Regions from separate parts of the Zea mays genome. Here region 1 is linked to region 2. Evidence: chromatin contacts called from public Hi-C data. All regions are on one chromosome and are shown on one strand. The core of a region is the stretch at or near the end of the contact, and the rest is flanking DNA. Distances in the headings are between cores, read along the strand shown. Region 1 has its middle 4.9 kb from the start of LOC118472056. Region 2 holds the start of LOC103626973.

Region 1 (4,825 bases), core at 306-2,805, 380 kb after region 2:
TATATTCGTTGATATGTGCCAACACATAGCCATTAGTAGCCCCCAACATCTTAGGTGCAACATGACAATCAAAATGACGGAAGCAAAAAAACTCAACATAAAGAAATCTTAAACATAAAAACAACTTAGTTGTTCATGATTTTGCCATCATTAAGTGATATACAATAAGTACCAAAGTTAAAAGACTCAAGACTAACCCGTTGGACAACTCGGTCCGCGAGAAAAATCGTTCTTCTCCAAGATGGTGACACCACGTAATATTTGTAGGTAAATCCTAATAGAATAGGTCATCATCTTGTAATAGCTGCGCACTAACTCCTTGTTTATTTGATTTATTGCTAGCCTAGAATCCCTTGGAACTTGGATCCATCATATGCCAAATACAATGGCTATCCTTATATTAAGCAATAATGTTTTGTATCCTACAATGTAGTTGGAGGTAGGAAAATGCATCTATAGTCTGTATTTGAACTTCTAACCTTTGGAGGTAATAGTTACCATGGTCCACTAATGGTTTGGCCAAATTCGAACCCAAACCAAAGTAGAAAATGGGCTCAAATCTGAGTTTTGTCATAGTCGAGACCGAAGTCGAATTTGAGTCATAGTCGAAGGTGGAGACGAATCCAAATCCAAGTCATACACAAAGGTGGAGTCAAATCCAAGAACATGTCATAGCTGAAACTAGAGTTGAATATATGTCCATGTAGGAGTCAAAGTTGGAGTTGGATCCGAGTCCATGTAGGAGTCAAATCCTAATCCAAGTAGAAGATGAAGTTGGAGTCGGTTGAACCCAAGTAGGAGTCGAATTCTAATCCAAGTAGGAGACGAAGTTGCAATAGAATTTGAGTCTAAGTAGGAGTCGAATCCTAATCCAAGTAGGAGACGAAGTTGGAGTGTAAGAGACGAAGTTGGTCAGCATATAGGTGGTGAACTTCATGGCTACCATCAACTCTCAGTTGATCTGTGCAACTCCTACCTAGCGTGCCAGCTGTCAAGGAATTTTCAGCTTTGAATTTATGGGTAGGTTGCGAGATCGAAAGTTGAAGGTAAAACGCGAGATACACGAAGATTTAGACAAGTTCAAGCTCTCGATGTGAGAGAGTACCATATGTTTTGTATGGGGTGGTGTTGTATTCTCTGATGAGATGAGATCTGATGCCCTTAGGAGGGCTCCTTTGCCCCTCTTTTTATAGTTCGAGGTATAATGGTTACATGATGGTAGAGGTGTACATTTAGGCTAGGCTTGGTGGGCTAGTACGAAGCACATAAAAAAACATGGCACAACATAAAATAATTTCGGGTCGGACTGACCTGGCCCTATGTTTGAGATCGTGTTTGGGTCGAGAGAACAGCGGGCAGGAGCCCGGCCTGTTTATGTAAGCACTAAACAACCCGTTTACATGCACAAAAAACATGTAAATAATTTAATGCACAATTTACACCCCTACCCGTTTACAGGCCGTAGGCCCAAAATGCAAGCTGGCCGACCCGATGGCCGATTCCACCCAGCCGTGAGCCGGCAGCCGCTGTGCTGTAAGGCCTATCCCCTGAAGCGTAAGCCTGTACGACTGTACCAGTGCCCAACAGCAGAAGGCCCAAGCCAAACCCAAAGAACTCAACGTCACCACCGACCCAAAGAACTGCCAAATATCTTCATTATTTTGGGTACATTACATATAACTTCTATCTGCTACTGAAGAATTATGAGAAAACATTATTTATTAATAATAAAATATCTTACTTATTTGTCATAATCATGTGATTTCATTGATCACTGACGTACATTATTAGATAGATATGTTATATATAGGTTCAGAGGACCAATATAAAACCATATCTAAGAGAAACAAATTAGGCTTGAAAAATGTGACGGGTGGCTCTAGTATCTACCAAAAAACAAAAAGGTGAGGGGTTTCACCAAGGACTTATTCACGCGACAAATGAGGTCTATCACCTATGCCCATGGTTAAGCCATATAGTAAAGCCCATTGACATGACTTAGACGAAAAGTGATGGGCCATGTTAAAGCCCATCGCTCCTGTTTTGAGTAACGGGCCGCCTGTAGACCTGCGTCACTGTTGGTGAATTCAAATGTGATAGTGACAAGAGAATGTGCAACAGGAAGTGTACATGATTGAAGATCGGTATAAGCTCCATGAACGCTCGTATCGGGTCATTATTTTGAGGTTCTCACAAGGTGATAACAACAACATCGTGTAGATTATATTTATTTACTAGGGTCGTGCCCCTACACGAGATTTTGTTTTCGTATTTTCCTTTTTTTTGTCACATGCATGCGGCTTACATTTTATAGTTGTTTTTAATAATCATGTTGTTGGTAATTCGGTACAAAAATGTAAGAAAAAAAGGTATACCACAAAAAACATAGACTGCTGCTTGACAAAAAAAAACTAATAAAATGCTAAAACAGTACGTTGTCCATTTGTGCAAAAAAAAATGCATGAGAAAATGTCAAGTGCTGTATATACGTAGAGTATCTCTTGTAGTGAGCACCTAGTGAACTTGTGTGCCAAAAGGCCCTAGGTACACGCGTATTCGCTCCAGTGTACTATTAGTTGTTGTTTAGGACAATAACATGGTCTCTAAAATATAAATTTGACTCATGCTTATTTGTTAAAGTATATATAAAGTCTTAATATATTTAGACTTTTTATAAATGTACTTATGTTGCTGTCTTAAACCACAACTAAGAGGCGGTCAGGGTCGGCTGGGGAGGGAGATGGCGGCAGTACCTGCATGTTTGTATACGTACTGAAAGAGAGACAGGTACAGCACGTACATATACATAATTGTTCGTCAGCCAAGCATGGCAAATGTAGCGCAGGAACTGCAATTCTGTTCCGTGTCTACCGGCGAAAATACAGGAGGCCTCTTTGTCGTCTAACCGTTGTTGGTTTCTTCCCCTGACGGATCTTTCTCCTTCCCTCCGATCGGGCCCTGCGCTGCATGCACCAGTCACCAGTCTGCCATCTGCTGAAACCTGAAACGGTAGTACACCCACATTGACGACGACGCATGCAGCTGACGACCCTCATCTCCCGTGCATGAGCCCCATGGCTCTAGCCTATAGCTGTAGGGCTACAAGGCTAGATAGAGAGACCGCGAAAGAGGTAGTAGGGTGCCAGTTGAATGTGCAGGAGAGGCAAGATATATCATATATATTCTCCTTCCTTTTCCCAAAATGGATATTTTCCAGCAGTCGTGCACTGATATCCTAGTTGCAGCTAAAAGATCTATGTGAAAGAAGGATACAAAAGAGAGAGCCAATAGCTAAACATTAATATTTGTACCTATATATTTATTTAAACTTTAGATATTCTTAAAAGTATTGTATATTTAAAGACAGAGGTAATAGCCAAACGCATGGGGCTGTTAATTTTGTTTTGTGGCATTATTTGCATTTGCTCATCTATACTACTTATTAAGAAGGTAAGAGTAGTCTGGCGTTCTGCCCTCCCCCGTGTTCTGCCGTTCTGCCCTTCCCCGCGAAAACTTTGGATCTATTGAGTAGAATGTCTAGCCTTCCACTCTCTAACCAACGTGACTCATGTTGAATTGTGTACAACTTCAACTAAGACTTTATTTGTGTTTAACCCGCCGTCCACTCTGTATGCTCACTGAGTCTAGAAAAACATTTATAGCTTGGTCCCTGATCTTTCTGGAATTTGGGACGCAGTCCAGGAAATAAAGAAAATAGGGAAAAGGAGTTTAGAAATTGATTTTTAGTTTAAAAATAATTGCATAAACCCATTTAATTCATGGAAATTTCATATTAAATCCAAATAAGTTCATTCCAATTTCTATAATTCTATAATATTATTTTTTATCACATAATACCTCTGTTTTGTCATGAAAACAACAATAAAATTGATTTCCTAATTAATCCTATATCAAATACATAGAAACTTTGGAAATTCGTAACTTCCCTATTTTAATTCTAAATTGAACTGTTTCAGTTGTGTTAGTCTCGTATGAATATTTACTACGCAGTAACAATATTGATTATACCATGTTTCATACTTTTATAATTAGATATTTATTTATCCTATGTTAATTGGGTTAATCTATGTATATTGGACTAATTTATTTAATATATTAATATAGTATTCTAACTTTATGGTTATACGATGTTTGACCATTAGTCTTGCAAACACACACACTTACCTTTTTGTTTAAGCAAAAGCGTATGGTGGTACGTGTCCGATGACTAACGATGTACGAGGGAATTTCTTCCGGTATGTGTGAAACGTGCTCTCCAATAATGAGACCATGCAAATCGTGACATATATCGAAGTCTGCATGATACTGATGGTTGCAATGTAGTGGTGAAACAGATAGATTATAAATAACAAAATTTATGTATGGCCAGAATCACAAATTGATTATGAAACATTTTCTCATAACGGTATAACACATATTTTGTATATAAGTTATCGTAGTATACTGGTATTATATATTCCCGTCACTACACGACGGTTCACTTACAGCGACCTACGGTTGGTTGCTAAAGCGGCTTTTAGAGACCTACGGTTGGTCGCTAAAAACCTTTAGCGACCCATAAGGATGGTCGCTGTAGGTGCCGTCGCTAAAGGCTTTAGCGACCGACCGTCCGTTGCTAATATTGTATATTTAGTGACCAACCGTGGGTTGCTGTACTACAGATTTAGCAACCAACTGTAAGTCGTCATACTATATATTTAGCAACCAACAGAAAGTCGCCCTTGTTACAGTTGTTGTTAATAATAATATACATTTAATTAAGCACCACAAATCACAGATTTTTATACACACATCATAAAGACAT
Region 2 (4,294 bases), core at 351-2,850:
TAGGAGTACATGCCATATGCGTGAGGACTAGATTTTTCGGGCCGAGAACCGTCGACCTCCGAAGCCGTATTTTTCATCTTCGTGCTACTGTGGTCGTAGTCGAAGGTACTGATGTAAGTACTTGTAGACAAAAGAACAATAATGAAAGAGAGGGCTTGACCGCCACACCTTCGTATCCAATCTCGTTATCTTCCCCTCTATACATTATTCATGAATAAAAAACCTTCGTCACTTCATCTTATCCCTCGGTAGGAAGATAAATAGTGTTGTCCTGTTTTTTTTTCAGGAACTAAAATAGATGACCAACAAAGATCTCTTCCCATATCGCTTCAAATACAAGGTACAGTCTACACTAAAATTAAAAAAACAACTTAGAGATTCTGCGGTTGGCTTCTCTTGTTCTCAAACAAGCAAAGTTGGTTCGCCATCAACGACCTGACAGATCTTTCCAAGCCAGCGAATGTGGGGGAGAAAATGCAGTCGTTCAGTCGGCCAGTGGCTCTGGCACACAAACCTGTCGAGGCTAGGGGGCGGCCGGTAAAGGCCAAGAGATAAAACCGAGCCTTTCGTCAACACTGAGGGCTAGTTTGGAAACCCTAATTTTATATTAAATTTTTATTTTCTCAAAAAAAAATAATTCATTTTCTCTTGGAAAAATAGAAATCTTTTAGAAAATTAGGATTTCTAAACTAGTCCTGAGAGTCAGACTAACCGCAGTGGTTGACAGGGGCGCCCCTGCGCGCGCAGCACGGTACCCTGCAAACTGTTTGGTTCGGCTTTTCCGAGAATCTAGCTGTGGAGAGAATCCGACTATGTAGAGAATTTGAGTATCATTAAGATTACGTACGGAGGAAGATAAAGTTGTCCATGGGGCTCAGGATCTATAAAGTGATGGATTACTACTATTGCGACGACTCAACCGATTATATGTTTATGTTGATTTTAATGGTTTTTATCCAAACGAATTTTATAGAAGCTAGCTGAAAAGCTGAGTGTTTGGCAGTTCGCATTAGCTTTTGGTGGCTAGAAGCTGCGAAAAGCCGAAACAAACAGGGGCAAAGCCCCCGAGGCGTCGGAAGTGAACAGAAACACGTTGCTGCCAGCGAGTCCGCCGCCCCTTTCACCGTTTATTTGTGCGGTGGTTTTTTAATTTGTGAAGAAAAAAATGGTAATAAATGATGAATAGGGTTGGATAATGATATTTTATAATTGTATTGAGATATAGTGGAAGAATATAGAAAAGACTTCTGCGGGAAATAAAAAAGTATAAGATAAAATGTGATGATGTAACGCGAAAATTTGATATTGTGAGAGAAATTTAGAGGAACCGCTACGGACAGTCTAAACCGTGGTGCCTCTACATAGCAATAGCAATACATCGTCGCACAACTTCCGGTGGTGGGCTGGTGTTGCCGTGTTGGACACGTGCCTGTACTTTGAAAATTGGAGATCAAAACTGGTGCACGTGGATCGTGCACGTTCGGTTCCTGGGACACGGACTGGAAGGCAAAGTGGGGACCACCGCACCGCCGGCATGTCCTGTCCGCCGGGCAGGCATAGTGGCATACAGCCTCTGCCTGCAGGCTGCATCTTGTATAAATAATAGATGGCCGTCTCTGGGAAACAAGCTATCCGATTCCTATAAACTTCACACTGAGCAGCAGGTGAGCAGAACGAACGGGGGAACAGCGCGAACGAATGGCAGGCACCGGCCCTATTCCGGGGGTCATCGTCCTGGCTCTCGGCGCCGGGGCGCTGGGATTCCCCGACGCGCTGCGCCAGCTGCTCGACGCCGTCGCGGGGCGGCCGCGAAGCCCACTCCTCGACATCGCCGCCTGCGTGCTCGCCATGGCCGTGGCCACGGCCTACGCTCTCGGCACCATGCTGCTGGCGCGTTTCGTCCGCAAGGCGCCCGGCGGACTCGGAGCCGCCGCGGGCGTGGGCGGTGACGCGCCGCGCGCGGACCTCTTCGCCCTGCTGACTCTCGTCGTGTCCCTCGGCGCTGCCCTGCTCGTCTCCGCGTGCCTCTTCCTGACCGCGCCCGGCGCCGGCGGCCTGCTCTACCGTACTGTCGACGTCCTCGCCGGGAAAAGCGGTGTGGTATCGGCCCTTGTCGCCGTCGCCGCCGCCGCCGCCATCCCCTTCGTCAGGCGTGTGCTCTGCGCCGCCCCTGCTTCGACCCGGATCCTGGGCTTCGCGGTCGTGGGGCTGTTTGTCCTCGCCGCCTTCGTCCTCCTTCCCACGCTCGGTGGCGGCCTCTACAAACACCGCGTCAGCGTGTCCGTCGGCGTCATGGTCATGGCTCTCGCCCGCCGCTTCGGCAAGCTGGCGCGGGCGGCGTCGCTGGCCATCGTCATCGTCTCCTTCGCCCTCATCGGCCTCCTCACAACCGCGTGTGCCAAGTGATGATGCTCTGCTTCATGTCGTGTCCTGCTGTCTAGTCCGCCGTCGCCGATACGTGGCCGCGGGGAGCTGCATTTGCGTGTGGCCGCTGCCGTTCGTTACCAGACACCACTGCATTAGTTAGAAGGTTCTATTATTCGGATACTATTTATTCATGCCCAAATACCATCACTATTACGCTACTATTGTCAAGGTATTTCTGCAGTTTATCGGCTTGCCGTAGGTAAGATTCCAGAAATGGGGAAAAAAATGAAGAAAAAAAAAGACTTGCACGCGCGGGATTTGTCGGCCGTGGATCTTTCCAAGCCTCCATTTTTCCTTGCTTGCTTATCCGACCAAGCGTCACGGCTGAGGGAAAAGAAGTCGTCAGCCAGTGGCGGCTGTGGACCTGTCTCCCACGCAAACGTGCCCAGGCCGGCCGGTCAGGGACAGGATGTCCGAATCGAACCTTTCGCCACCTGCTACCCCGGTGTTTGGTTAGTTTGTGACGTATCAAATGTTTAGAGTTAATTCCCTCTATGCCACTAAAAATTATACTGATACTTTACGTGTCATTAGAAATTATAGCATTCCTTCTATACCATCAATTTTAGATTTTGTTCCCCTCTGTGCCATTGCGGTCAACAAGCCGGCCAACGCCGTTTGTTGGTGTAGCTGGACCCACATGGCATGCACTAACCCCCTCCCATCATCTCTGTTTGCTATGACCGGTAAGGCCCAAGGCGAAGCAGCATGGGCCGCGCCCAGCGCCCCCGTCGACCTAGAGCGTGCGTGGTGGTCTTGTCGACCTCAACTCGACGTCGGGGACCAGGCCAAAGCGAGCCAAGGTTGTTCGACGGCGACGGGGACCAAGCCGAGGCAGACCGGTACTTCCACGTTCGTTCGCAAGCCCGCTCGTCAAACACCTTGCTTGCATGAAATGGTGAACCATCACATCATCGACGCCATCCATCCATCTGTGCATGTCCCTCCCGTCGAGTGTGCGTGCGTCCGAGCGATCGAGCGAGCATGCGGGCCGACCGGTCCTGTGCGTACGTGTTGTAACCTCGTGGCCGGTGGTGGATGGCACACGCGAGGCGAGACTGCCTACACCTGCATCTGCAATCTGCATGTATGGAATCCGAAAGGCGGCCAACTGCCTGAGCCTCGAGCTCGAGCGTACGTGATCGAACGAAGTGTGCGTGCAACGGCGACGCGACGTGTGAGAGGATCGAATCAGATAGGGAGTGTATCTGCTCTAGAAGAAGCGCGTCTCATGCATTTGTCAGCGAGTGGCAGACGTTGAGAATCGAACAAGAGAACAGGAGGGGACTGTACGTACAAGTATACTACATGATGGTTGGTTCGTATTGGTGCAGTCTGATGGATCCATGCCTGCTGGCATTAGCACCTGGCAGCTCAGATCAGCTGGAGCTGGTCATTCTCTCGTGCATGCAATGGATACGTTGCAGCATGCGATCGTCATCTTGCATTGCTAGCTCTAGCGAGGCACGTCGCTAGGCTATGACACAGGCTATGACACGTGGACCCGTACACCATTTAACAGCGACATGTAACAACAATGGCGTTGAAGGGATGGAAATATAAACCAGTGGCTTTGAAGGAAATGTATAATTTTAGATGGCATTGAAAAGATCGGTATAAATTTTGATGGCATTAAAGAGATTTTCTCAAATGTTTAAAGGCCGTTTGGTTCACCGGGGATTCTGAGAATTCATAGCGAGCACTTTACCCAACGCAAAATCCGAGAATCTATCGAAAGCTTCATAATTTGAGATACTGGAGGGTTGGCTCTTTATCCAAGCAACAATCCAAGCATCCAAACACCACTAGTGGTGATTCTCTGGTTCACAAAATTTGGATTCTTAAAATCCATGCAGCCTAAATATCA

What was found. Hi-C and Micro-C count contacts between places; a contact is called where the count stands out from the background.
Region 1: a Hi-C map of leaf shows a contact between it and region 2, with 7 times the contacts expected there. The contact joins the enhancer-like site here to the promoter of LOC103626973 in region 2. A contact is called at or near these places in 3 of 25 Hi-C or Micro-C datasets (ear, leaf and tassel).

Annotation. Positions count from the first base shown.
Region 1 is chr5:143,644,791-143,649,615 of Zm-B73-REFERENCE-NAM-5.0, forward strand. No RefSeq gene overlaps it. Among protein-coding and RNA genes, the nearest start is that of LOC118472056, 4.9 kb to the right of the region's middle. Within about 2 kb of position 1,556, at least 16 of the 20 cell types and tissues checked have an H3K27ac peak or open chromatin away from gene starts, as enhancers often do. A contact at or near this core is called in ear, leaf and tassel, where this site is marked.
Region 2 is chr5:143,259,761-143,264,054 of Zm-B73-REFERENCE-NAM-5.0, forward strand. It overlaps LOC103626973, which reads left to right and starts at 1,601. Exons shown (of 1, transcript XM_020537726.2): 1 at 1,601-2,679. The coding sequence starts at 1,699. The coding sequence ends at 2,406.